2 separate regions of the Rattus norvegicus genome follow, and region 2 is linked to region 1. The links are chromatin contacts, called in public Hi-C maps. All regions are on one chromosome and are shown on one strand. Each heading gives the region's core, a stretch centred on a gene start, on an enhancer-like site or on the middle of the called end of the contact. The rest is flanking DNA. Distances are from core to core; before and after follow the strand shown.

The links. A called contact is a pair of places that touch in the nucleus more often than the background predicts.
Region 2: a contact with region 1 is called in a Hi-C map of Schwann cells, with 4 times the contacts expected there. The contact joins two enhancer-like sites. A contact is called at or near these places in 3 of 12 Hi-C or Micro-C datasets (the A7r5 cell line, Schwann cells and hepatocytes).

The regions. Positions count from the first base shown.
Region 1 is chr16:85,228,787-85,235,025 of GRCr8, forward strand. It overlaps LOC102554173 (a long non-coding RNA gene), which reads left to right. Exons shown (of 2, transcript XR_010058502.1): 1 at 1-3,330; 2 at 4,329-6,239. Among named protein-coding and RNA genes, the nearest start is that of Irs2, 42 kb to the left of the region's middle. Within about 2 kb of position 4,410, at least 35 of the 93 cell types and tissues checked have an H3K27ac peak or open chromatin away from gene starts, as enhancers often do. A contact at or near this core is called in Schwann cells, where this site is marked.
Region 2 is chr16:85,650,571-85,657,035 of GRCr8, forward strand. It overlaps Myo16 (myosin XVI), which reads right to left. Exons shown (of 34, transcript NM_138893.2): 31 at 1,554-2,849. Among named protein-coding and RNA genes, the nearest start is that of Myo16, 300 kb to the right of the region's middle. Within about 2 kb of position 1,996, at least 1 of the 93 cell types and tissues checked has an H3K27ac peak or open chromatin away from gene starts, as enhancers often do. A contact at or near this core is called in Schwann cells, where this site is marked.

The DNA of each region.
Region 1 (6,239 bases), core at 3,160-5,659:
GCCCATCCTGGCCATCCTCTCTCTCCCTTGTTTATCAGGTGGGTCTGACCTGGGAGGGTCTCGGAGGAATGCCTGGGTGAGGACCAAAGGAAAATCTGGGGGACAGAGGACATCTGGTGGATTGAGTCTATTAATGGCCATTGTGCAAAGTGAGTTAAAGCCTACCTGAAAAGGTGGGAGTGGAGTACATTCCTGTCTGTGCTTTGATCACCAACAGAACATCTGTCTGTCTGCCTGTCTGTTTGTCTGTCTGTCTCTCTGAGACAGGGTCTTTCCACATAGCCATGGCTGTCCTGGAATTTACTATGTATACCAGATTGGCCTCAAACTCACAGAGATCCACCTGCCTCTGCCCCACCCCCCCAAGGTGTGCACCGCTATATTCAACTTTCCCTCTCTCTTTCTCTCTCTTTTTCTCTCACTCTTTCTCTTTCCTTTTTCTCATTCTTTCTTTCTCTTTTTCTTTATCTTTCTCTCCTCCCTCTCTCTCTCCCTCTCCCTCTCCTCCTCCCCCCACTCTGGAATAAGGTGAGCTCCCTTTCTTTTTCCTGATGACCACATGGTTCCACATTTTGAAGCACCTACAAAACGACTTGGGTGTGGTCAGACTCAGGCTGGAGGAATCAGGATCGCCATCCAGCAATGTAGGACTATGGAGCTGGGGGCGTGGCTCTGCTGGTAACGCACCTGCCATACCCACAAAGTCCTGGGCTCAGTCTCCAGCATCCATGTGTAAAAATCTGGGCACAGCAGCATGAGTTTACAGTCCTAGTGCAGAGAAAGTGCACACAGGTGGTTGCCTGGAACACAACGTCCAACTAGCCTTATCGAATTGGGAGTTCCAGGCTCACTGAGAAACCGTCTCAAAGGTGAGGTGCACAAGCGGGTGAGGCACTTGCCGCCAAGTCTAATGACCTGACTTCAAGCTTTAGGACCCGAATGGTGGAAGGAGAGAATCTAATCCCACAACGTGTCTCCCTGATCACTATACATGAATTCCTCCCGTGCAAAACAAGTGAATAGATAAAAAGAACTACAAGGACCCGAGTGGATCTGAAAGGCCGCTCGCAAGACCACAGGTGGATGGATAGTCTAGTGTTCCCTGTGTCCACAGTTCAGCATCCGGAGAGAAGCTGAGAAGCGCAGGCCCTCTGGTAAGCTCTGGAGGGTTCCATTCACAAACTGCTTGGATTTAGGCTATAGTCTGTGTCCGAGGCCCAGTCTGACAGGGACCAGAGATGTGCAGAGGGGTGATTTTTCTTCCCGACTCTCTTATCAGCCAGACGACTCGTCCATGTGGCATCTGCTGGTTTTTGCAGCCTTTCGCTATTCTCGGTTCTGAAGAGAGAGAGAGAGAGAGAGAGAGAGAGAGAGAGAGAGAGAGAGAGAGAGCGCTTTCTGCTGTGGAAAAATCAATGTGCTTGTCTCTGACATAGATCTTCCACATTGCAGGGATAGATGCCCAAGTGATGCTTGCATTGATCACCCTGATTCTATCTCCGCTTGACAGAGAGACCTGAGGTTAAATAAGATTATACAGCTTACTTAGGCAATTGTTTTCATAACAAACTTGATGATTTCGGAAGGAGGAGAAGGAAAGCCCTTACGTCCCTCCCTCCCCCAAACTAGGACGGTTTCCTGGCATTTTTGAATCCAAGGTTCTGTTTGTAGTTTCAACAGTAAAAGGTTTCAATGTGGCTCTATTTTGGAGCTCACCAAATTAGCGTTTTTTGTTTATTCCTACTTTTATCTGAGATTCTGTTTGGCTTGAGTCCCGCTGTCCATGCATGTTTGTGAACAGGAAGGAGTGTGTCCGTCGGAGCCTGTCACTAACAGGAGAAGCTGGACTGGCAGACTGCCTTGTACCCCTTTCCTCTGCATTGCCTGGGAGGTAAAGAACTGCTGTAGCTCCAGCCTCGGGGTCCAGAAAGAGTCCTTGGGACAATCAGCCAGGGGATGGCCGCTGGCATGGTACATCAAGGAGTTTGACTCCCTCCGGTGTCCTGCCCTTACAGGGTGCTGAAGGATCCAGAGGAGGCAAGCCTGTTTTGCATGCTTGTGTCTCTGTTGAACACTGAGGTACACTCCCAAGTCTCTGCAGTGAGAACTTTCACCTCAGCTTTACCTGTGAGAAAGGTAACACCAGGGAAGCACTCGCCTCTGAGAATCCTGTCCTGAGTAAGCTGGGGTTAATCTGAAGGCTTTCTGGTTCCCCAAGTGTAGCCTGGAAACATACAGGTGCTTGAAACATGTAAACCGTAAACTTCAGTGTTTTAACAGTACAAACGTCAGCCTGAACCATCGTTGTATAATTATAAAAATCCCACGTAAGTATAAATACCTTAATGCGGCAGCAGACAGCAGTTTCCTTTATCTAAATGCCGGCTTATTACAGGTCAGCTGCACTTTCCTCAAACACAGTCATTACGGAGCGAGAGCCTGTCATTTTTTTTTTTTTTTTAAGCAGACTCTCTTACCCTCCACACGCCTGGCTTTTTCTGGACTGGCACACACTGTGGAGACACTGTGTTGTTTTTCTGTACCCCAGGCCTACAGTGTACAGATGGACAGGTGGACAGACAGACTGACAGACGGACACGGCACTCAGAGGGACCCTTGATTTCCTGTCTCTGGGAGCAATAGAAAACAAAGACAACGCAAACCGTGACAAGCTCACGGCTCACGTCGTGTCAGCTCGAAGTGCAGCTGGGCATAATGAGGAAATCAAGGCAGGAGGAGCAGCTTGTAGCAGCTGGGCACACTGTAGCCACCATCAAGAAGGAGAATGAGCCCAGGCTTCCTTCCCCTCAGCTCCCATTCCGTGTTTTATACAACCCATATCCCGTGCCCCGGGAATGAATGGTCCTGCCTACGGTTGATGGGTCCTCCCACATCAGTGGGCAAGACGATGACAGCGAAGGGAATCCCCCACAGGTATGCTTAGAGACCCATCCTCGGGTGATTTCAGATTTTCCCAAGCTGATAGTTAACACACCGTCACACACAGACACCCCTCTGCCAGCCAGCTAAAGCCTTAAGGTCAGCGAAGAGTCATCACAGCCCATAGTCTACACAGGCAACAAGACAGGCGTTGACTCACTGCCTCCTTGGACCTGCACCAGTGATCTGTGCAGGCAGCCGAGGCATGCTGTCAGAGGAAGATGTGGAGATGATAGGCCAGGCAGTGGCCTCAGCTGCCCGGGTCACTTTCTTCTGGGCCCAGGCTCCCTTGGTTCCTGTGTATCTCTCTTTTTTTTTTTCCCAGAGGGAGGGAGGTGGCACGTTTTCAAATGGAGTCTGAGTAGGAGCTCAGTGCCTTGCACATTCAAGGTAGGTGCTCTGCCAGTGTGCCAGACACCCCATCCCGATCTCACTTTTCAACAGAGGAATGTGTCTGTCTGTCTGTCTTTTTATTTCCTTTTTTTCTTCCTCCCTTCCCCCTCCCTCCCCCCTCCCCCTCCCCCTTCCTCTCCCTCCTCCTTTCTTTTTTTCCATTGTTGGGATTCTGTGCATATACTCCTAATCTTTCCTCCCACTCTTATCTCACGGTATTACTAAGTCACCTTCCTTAGCCGGGTCTTAATATATCACCACAGTGACTCCTACAGTGGAGGGAACAATTCCTTTGAACCCTGAGACAGGTGAATGACCTTTTGAAACACACACACAGACACACACACACACAAACACACACACAAACACACACACAAACACACACACAAACACACACACACAAACACACATACACAAACACATACACAAACACACACACAAACACACACAGACACACACACACAGACACACACACAAACACACACAGAGACACACACAGACACACACACAAACACACAAACACACACAAACACACACACAGACACACACACACAAACACACACACAAACACACAGACACAAACACACATACACAAACACATACACAAACACACACACAAACACACACACAAACACACAGACACAAACACACACAAACACACACACACACACAGACACACACACACAAACACACAAACACACACACAAACACACACACAGACACACACACAGACACACACACACACACACACACACACACGCAGTGGTGCAGTGCAGCCAGGTACATCAAATGATTGACAGCTGAGTAGAAAGTGGTTTTCTCAGTCGAGGTCACCTGTCAGAGGAAGGCTCGCCTTCACCTGGGAGTCTTGAACATCCTAAGTGTCTGCCACCGCTAATATTGAGGCTGTGTGTATGGGTGAGTAGTCACTGCTGCGGTATTTAAAGAGCCTTGTTCTTTTCTTTTCTTTTATTTTATTTTCCTTTCTGGAATAGAGGACCAAGAGAACAGAGTTTTACAGACTGAAAACGAGAAGCAAACAGAACAGCGCCTCATTCTTCAGAGTAAACAGAGCAAAGGCCAGCCGGTGGCAGATGCAGCCTAGAGCTGGCTCTGTGCAGACAAAGCGCAGATTATGAAAACAAGACTCTATCCACTGAAACCATTGTCTTTAATTACCGACCCAGGAGCTCCGTTTAACGCTTCCGTCCTGCACAAATGTTTCGGGAGAATGATGCTCATAAGTGGGAGTCGGAAAACAAGATTGTTCCGTGGACTGGGTGGGGGTGGGGTGGGGTGAGGAAGCTGGGTACAGATTTGTACACCCTTCTCTTGGTCCGCTTGGACAGTTCTTCCTTTAGAGCCCTGCAGAGGCCCCTCCTCTTGGCCTCCCCCACATCAGTACTTGATCACTTCTTCCGTGGTTTTAAAAATCCACACAGTCATCTTACTGCCGCTGCTGCACAGGCCACCGACGTCAGCTTCTTCTCTTACGCTAACATTGGGGACAGGAAGTGGGCTCTGCCCAGGACTCAAGTTTGGAAGATCAAATAGCAACAGCAAACGTGGACTCTGTGGCCGGGTGCTCCGTCCGTCCCCCTCTCTTCCCACAGCCCGAGCATACGATGTGAATGACTAAATTGTGAATGACTGATGAACAGATGTGGAAATGGGCCCAAATGGTTGCATTTGGGTTTTAAAAGAGCTAGCCAAAGTCTGTCCTTGAGCCAACCAACTAGTGGAAGGAGAACAGGCCATCTGTGAGATGGCTCCTGAGAAACACTTGCAGCCGCATGCTAGCACTAGCCTTCCCCTGGGCTCATTGGTGCTTGAGAACCAAGAGGTCCTTCCTGGGGCTGCTGGACTACTCAAATCTAGCCCTGGTGAGCATGCGCACGGAATCCTCAGGTCTAACTCTATGTCTAACAAGCTGTGAGGTTCCGTTAAAGATGGAGTAAGGTCTTGCAGGGCTGCTGCTTGTCTTCCCTCGAGACCACCACTGGCCCTCGGAACCCTGGGGCGAGTCTCCTTTCACAGGTTCTAAACAGAACCCAGCACATATCTCAACAACCCAGTGGGGTGCTGAGACCGCGGGGCGCTGAGCTACCATAGAAGGTGCCAGGTTCCTGGAACTCTAACGATGAATTCTTGCTTTGGACCCCACCCGGGGTTTTTTTTTAAAGGTGATACAAGGCACTGAATAGTTTCTAAGAAACGGTAACGGCCCTGTCTGTGGGTAAATGTTAATGGAGAGTTGTTCATTTGATGTGGTGTTTGTAATACTAGTGACCATTTCTAAGAATAAGACGGACTTTGGATGCACTCTTCTGCCGTGGTGGTTAGCACTGCGATTGGATCTCCACCATAGTGGTCATGGTATGAGGTTGGGATCATAGACATCTGAGACATATTTGGTACAGAAATTTTTCCTGATAACTAGACGGTCATCTCTTTCTTTATTCTTTTGATACACATCTCTTTCTCTCTCTCTCTCTCTCTCTCTCTCTCTCTCTCTCTCTCTCTCTCTCATACACACACACACACACACACACACACACACACACACTGAGGTTTCCTCTCCCTCCTCACCTCTTCCCCTATTCACTCCCAAGGATCACAGATAATGACTACGAATGTATGTGGCTACATGTATGTGACATGATTTGTGTGTGGTACTTTGTGAGTATATACACCGCACACCCACTGATATCTCATTTCTTTAAACACATATTTCTTTTCATCTCAATAAAATATCTGTCTAAAAAGATGTGTTTAGGCTGCTGATCCCAGAGATTTCTCCCTGGGAAAACAGACAAACAAGAGCCTCTCCGGCCCACAGTGCCATTTAACTCCTGCATTCTCAAGCCCGACTCCTTAAACTGTGCATCATGAATCAAACACAAATG
Region 2 (6,465 bases), core at 746-3,245, 420 kb after region 1:
TTGACAGAATGGAATCTAGATGAAGCTACCCAGTTCTGATCTGTGGAAAGTCATATTTGATGGGACCCTGATACACTTTTAGTTCTAGCTTCAAATAGCTTTTTTTTTAAATTATTGAATGCTTTCCTTTTGGTCCATTTTGGTTGTTGGGATAAAACATGACTTGTAGAATTACATTCTGCTGCTCCTTACCAATATGCTTTCATTTACTAATAGCCTATAATTAAGGAGAAATTGTTAGTTAAACAAATAATTAGGCACTCTGAGGCATGGCTGGGGAGTGGATATTCATCTCCTTGTCAGAGGTCCAGAGCTTTGGCCTACTTTTTTCATATTGCTTTCCAGTTTTTCCTATAATTTTATTATGTAGGATCCTGCTTTCATCAAACCAGGGGAGCTAGAAAATGTATGTATTAGTCCTTGAAGAAGGAGCAAGTTGAGCGCACAGAATACCATACTCCGGGTTCCACTCATGGAGTCAGTTTCTGAGCTTGCCCCTGAGGAAGATGCCTCCTATCTGCAGTGGCTCAGGTACAGCTGCCTTCATCCCCAGTGGGATGTGGGGCTCAGGCTGATACCCTTCCCTGCTTCCCCTTGGAATAGTGCGATGCCTCATTTCTTCTCCAAAAGATAGAGCATTGAGAAGATATTTTGCAAAAGAACAATATATATATATATATATATATATATATATATATATATATATAATTTTCCCTCTATGACCGTTGGATCTGCAAGCACAGCACACTGAACATGGAGGAATAAAGCAGATGTGGTGGGCTCCACATCAGAGACTGCCAGAGCATCCTCATGGACTGGTGCTGCTGGCTGCATTCCTTGTTTGCAGAACACAGGGTGTTCCTTATTGCTGGCAGCTGCCTCTAGCGCAGCAGCCTAACCCCCAGCTCGGTAGAGTGGCCGGAGACTGCAGACGCTCTTCAGCTGAGCTGTGACTGAAAAAACAGAAACAGGACCAGGCCTCACTCTTCCTTGGCTTGCTATGTGAGAGAAGAAGACAACCTTCCAGGGCCACACTCAGGTGACAAAGTGTTAAGGACAAAGGCGTAACTGGACCAATGGCAATCTCAGATACCATGGGCCAGCGTGATATTCACACGGGACAGAAGGACACTGGGGATCTACGGTGAATAATGGCAAAACCACAAAGCAGCAACATCAGATGAGCAAAGGATACTATGTTACACAAAGCAGCAACATCAGATGAGCAAAGGATACTATGTTACACAAAGCAGCAACATCAGACCAGCAAAGGATACCATGTTCAGGTTGTCAGGAACTATCATAGAGAAGCAACAGCACCAACAAAACTGAGAAGGAAAGTGTTGATTCTGCTCTATTTTAAGTGCCCAAGCACTAATTTGTCAAGTCATGTCAGTGTGCGCCATTCAGAAGTCACAGAAAGTGTTCCAACCTTATTATTGCTGGTCATGTGAGGCCCGGTTCTCGATCAACACTTACTCTGAATGGTCATGCACAGGGAATGTGGCTTACGTTATGCACACATACCAGGATTCCACAGAGTTTCTGCTTACCTTCAGCCTCCCTGATCCTTCGTCCCACTGCAGACCTGCGTAGCACACTCCTTCCCGAGTTGAAGAGGCTGGCCAGCTCATCCAGAGGGCTGGACAGCGGCCTGCTGTTGGGTGGGCTGTAAGGGCTCGGTGGGGAGAAGGTGGATGAGGCCTTCCTGAGGTCTGCTCTGGCTGTCCTTCCGGGTGAATATGGAGCCTTGACAAAGGGGCTGCAGGGACCCAGTACTGGGGCTGAACTGGGCTTTGGCTGTGTTCTGGGCAGGTCAGAGTTAGTCAGTGCTTTAGCTGCAGTGACCAAGACAGAATCTGGTGGAAAGGCAAAGTGTGTGGGTGGCCTGCAGGGTGCAGGGGCTGCCCCACAGGGTGCAGGAGGTGGCCCACAGGGTGCAGGAGGTGGCCCACAGGGTACAGGAGGTGGCCCACACGGTGCAGGAGGTGGCCCACAGGGTGCAGAAGGTGGCCCACAGGGTGCAGGAGGTGGCCCTGGAGGTGGCGGTGGTGTGGCAGGTGGTGAGATTCGGCTGGGCCCATTAAACACAGGAAAGCCAGGAGACGTCAGCTGGTCATTTTCTCCCTTCTGTGCTTTTGAGTACTGTGGTGACAAGGGACTGGAGCCTTCGGACTGCACTGGGTACTTGAGGTTGGTCTCTAAGACTGGCAGTTTCTTTACCTCCAAGGGTGTCAGTGGAGACTCATCAGAAGCTGGGGAGCAGGTCACTGGGGTGGGAGGAAAGACCAGGAGCGGCGGCCTATGGGGAAGCAGATTCGGGAAGGGTGGGGGGATGTCACACGTGTCCTTCAGGGGCTGGCAGCTCCCCTCTCCAGCCTCCAAGATGATGGCTTTTCGGGTCTCTAAAAACAGAGGTGGCGAGGCAGGCAGGAAGGTGAGCATCCCTGGACCACAGCCCTCCTCAGGCAAGACGTACTTCATCTCCTCATACACAGACTCGCCCTGGTCAGGGCTGTCAGTCTCAGATCCGCCTGCCCTGGCTGCGTTCCCTACCATCTCGATATACACAGGCTCGCCGTCATCGTCATAGTCACCCTGTGGCAATGGCAGGTGCAGAGGCAGCTGGGGTGTGCACTGTGGCATGGAGTCAGGACTGGCCCACTGCACACCCAGTGTCCCTGGGGCATGATGTTTGCCCACCTGGCCCATTGTACCAGAAGGCCTCGGTCCCCAGATCTCCTCATAAGAGCCACTGAGCTTCGTGTGGGGACTTCTCTTTGGCTTCCGAGGGGGAATTTTCTTCATGGTACTGTAATCATCACTGTGGGGTCTGGGCCGTGTCAGAGCTAAGGCAGAAGACAGAGATACAAGAGTCAGCAGCCAGTGTGTCCCACGGAAACCGGGCCTAGATGCAGTCGAGTGACCCTGCCCTGGACCACTTTGGTTGCCACAGCCAGCCCTTATGTCCTTTGAGCAGAAGAGACTCCTGGCTTGTGTCCCTTCCACCTGGAGGGGGACCTAAATGCCTGAGAACACTAAGGGAAACTGTCTTTAGGTCTTGGTGCCAAAGACACAGGCTATGCACCGAGGAAGATGGCCCACAGAAAAGGAACTGTAACAGTTGCATCAGGAGGAGGCACCTACTCTCCAGGGTGACAGGGCCTTGCCAGTTCTGGATGTTTGCAAATGAGGAGGGATTTAGATGATAATTTTGCAAGATAACTGGCCCATCTTCAGCCTCAATGCGGACACACATGGCATAGGAAATCCATTCCTTCAGAGTCAAGAGGACAGCTAGTGGGTGCATTTTGCTATGTTCTAATTTGTGCTCACACCGTAATGGAAACGGCAAAAAAGTATGGTTGACTCTCTACCTTCATGGCTGTCTTTGTACGACGGTATCATACCAGACCTCCCATAAGCAGACAAGTACTATAAACAGAAAATGCTAACTTCCCAGTTCCCTAATGCATGTGCATCATCCCAACTCCCTAGAGGGCTGACCCACAGCAGCTCCTGAGCTTTCCCCACTGCCTAGGAAGGCAGTTGGCTCAACACCACTGCACAGCCATTTCACAGACACCTGCAGCAGCAGATCTACAGTGGCAGACATTTCTCCAACTGGCTTCCAAGTGGGAGGCCTCAGGGAGATGGTGACAGGGTGGTGTTGAGGACATCCTGACTTCTTAGGCTGGGCCATGGCAACATAGCCTGCTTCCTACACCTGAGCAGTGTGGACTCCTCACAGAAGCCCCTCCATGGGATATGTGAAGAGGCCTCAGGGAGGGAACTGTGAGGAGAGGAAGAAGATGCTTCAAGGGAGGAGAAACCTTGTGGAGGTAAGCGACTTAAGTTAGAAGATCCAAAGACTTTCCTGTCAAATCCAGAAATGTATGAGCCATGCCTTTAAGGGCCGGAGCTTCAAAGACAGCCATGATCACACTGTACAGAGAACTGCTTAGTGTGACAAGTCAGACTGTAGACCCTCGAGAGAACACTGCCAGCGTCCTTGGATCCGAACTCACTGCCTTCTGGGAAGTTTGTTATATAATCCCAGAGGCACGGTGCAGATATCAGAACCTGTGCCTCTGATGGTGACAGTGGCCTCACTCTAGTGAGTCAGTGTTGAAGTGACCCTTAACCAAAGCCTGTGGGCCCCGAGGAAGCTCTGAGAGGAGCCAGGGCAGATACGGTGTGGCTAGAGGAAGTCATGCAAAGCTAAGCAGGGCTTTAGGCTGTAGTCAGAGGGTAAGGAGGAAATATCTAGCCGGCCTGGCTAAGGATTTGTTATGGCGGCAGTGGGACACAGCCACTTCTAGAGTCCTTCCAGTGTGACAATAAAGAGATGGGGCAAAGAACTTATTACCAAAAAGGAGCAGGGCTTTCTCGATCTACGAACCCACTGGTGCTTCTCGGTATGCTTTGAGGATGGCATATTATTCTCACATGCAGAAAGGACTTGGACCCCCATGAAACGTGCTATGAAGTTAGAGCCAAGCACTTGCCAGCAACACCCTCCATTAAGACTTCAGAAAGATCTATGGTGTTCCTCATTGATCTCTCCAAAGAAGCTCCAGAGAAGCAAGGCCACTGGCCTAAGTGTTGCCTCCGATGGTGAAGAAAACCCAGCGCAGGATAATTGTGGCTATGGTTACTGACTAATGGGATGTGCTAGGAACTGATTCACAAGCAGCTCACACAACTTTAAAGGGACTTTGTCCGTGTGTCCCCCCAAAAAACGGCAGCGGCCGTGCCTGAAGAAAAGACTCCAGCTCCCAGAATTGCAGGGAGCAGGCTGAGAGAACACCAGACCTAAGGCTACATCGCTGTCAAGACGAAGAGTTGTAATTCAAAGGGAGCACCTGAGACCATAGAGCATCCTCCTCAGAGCCTAGGGAGCGCCTCAAACCCCCAGAACATCAACCTCAGAGACTAGGGAGATGATGGTCAGGGGCAGCACTCATTCCAATAGAGGGCCTTCTGACACGAGGCAACTGTTGTTCTAAATGTCATGCATGGACCCTGAGTGTCACTTCATGTCCCCTTTCAGGCAGGAACATGTCTGTCTAGCAGACGTGGACTGTCATTCTGTATCACACGTCTAATGAAACTTATCCAAGTGAACTTAACGAGAGAACCATGGCTTGAAGGAGTCAGGGATGCTCACGGTTTAAGGAACTTCAGCCTAAACCTCAGGTGTCGGGAGATGCGGGAAGGAGGCTTTGGGAGGCTCGGGAGGAGGGCCTCCAGTCACCTAGGTGACTCTATGAGTAGAGAATGGATTGCTTAGTTCATACTGGACTGAAGCCTGTTGGGTTTTCCAAAACATTTGCCACGGATTTATTTTCAGCCCCATCAAGTGACTGAATGTGCATCTCCTTTCCCAAACCTGTACAGACAGGATGCTCGAACTGTCCCGGTGAGTAGGCAAGGCAGAAGCAATTCTCCGTGCCTCCTGGGAGTGGTCCGTAAAAGGTGGCTCTTATCTGCCAGTCTCTCCTCACCTACAGTGAGTGCTTCGGAGCAGAGGGTTTCTACATTAACCCTAGAAGTCTCCGAGCCACCAAAGCAAAAGCAGAGACCAGCTAGAGATACCGAAAACACTTGGATGCTGAGGCATCCCACGACGACGAAGGGACCAGACCCGGTGACCTGATTCTAGATCATTGATGCTGAATTCGTGTGGGACCTTGAGTGGGAGCCACCAGACAATCCACATCTCCTGAGACCCAGAGCCTGAGAGATGGAGCAACAGCCATCATCTTATTCAAATCACTGTTTGGGTGGGTTGCTAAGCAACACCAGAGTAGCTTCCCTTCCAGGCTTGCTTTAGAGGTAAAGCCTTTTGTATTAAACGATGGGGCTCCTGTTAGATGGAGCAGCCAAGAGGGGTCTCCCTGGCTGGAACAGAGCTGGTGTCTGAAATGACAAGGGCATGTCAAACCCTGTTCCCTGACTCAGTTTCCCCACCTGCACAGGGCCATGGCGATTTGCCACGGGCTGTTGTTAGGATGGGAAATACCGAGAATAAGGCCCCTTATGTCAGTAAGCACCACCCCCAATTCTTTCAACTTCTCAGCAATCGATTAACCATGGGAAAATAGTCACGGGAGCTAGACAGTGCTCCTTAGAGTATGGCTGGCGCCTTAGCAGGTGGAGTTCCAGCAGGTGCCTTGCCTGGAGTAAGGCAGTGGTTCTGCAGGGAGCACAGCTTCCTGCTGTGCTCTCTGAATATTAATTTGGAGTCTCTGTGGGCCAGGACTAGGAGCCTTTACTCTTCATAAGCTAAAATTAGGGGAGCCATAGTTAGAGTACGGAAGCCTAATTTGGTCTTGTGGCTATTTTGGGGGTGCGTGCTATTTCGGGGTGCGCGCATGTGATCAGCTTATTTGCAAGAATGGATGTAAGGACAATTAAAATTTACTTAATTCAGGAGTTTTCCCCTTTTAGCCTCCAAGTTTA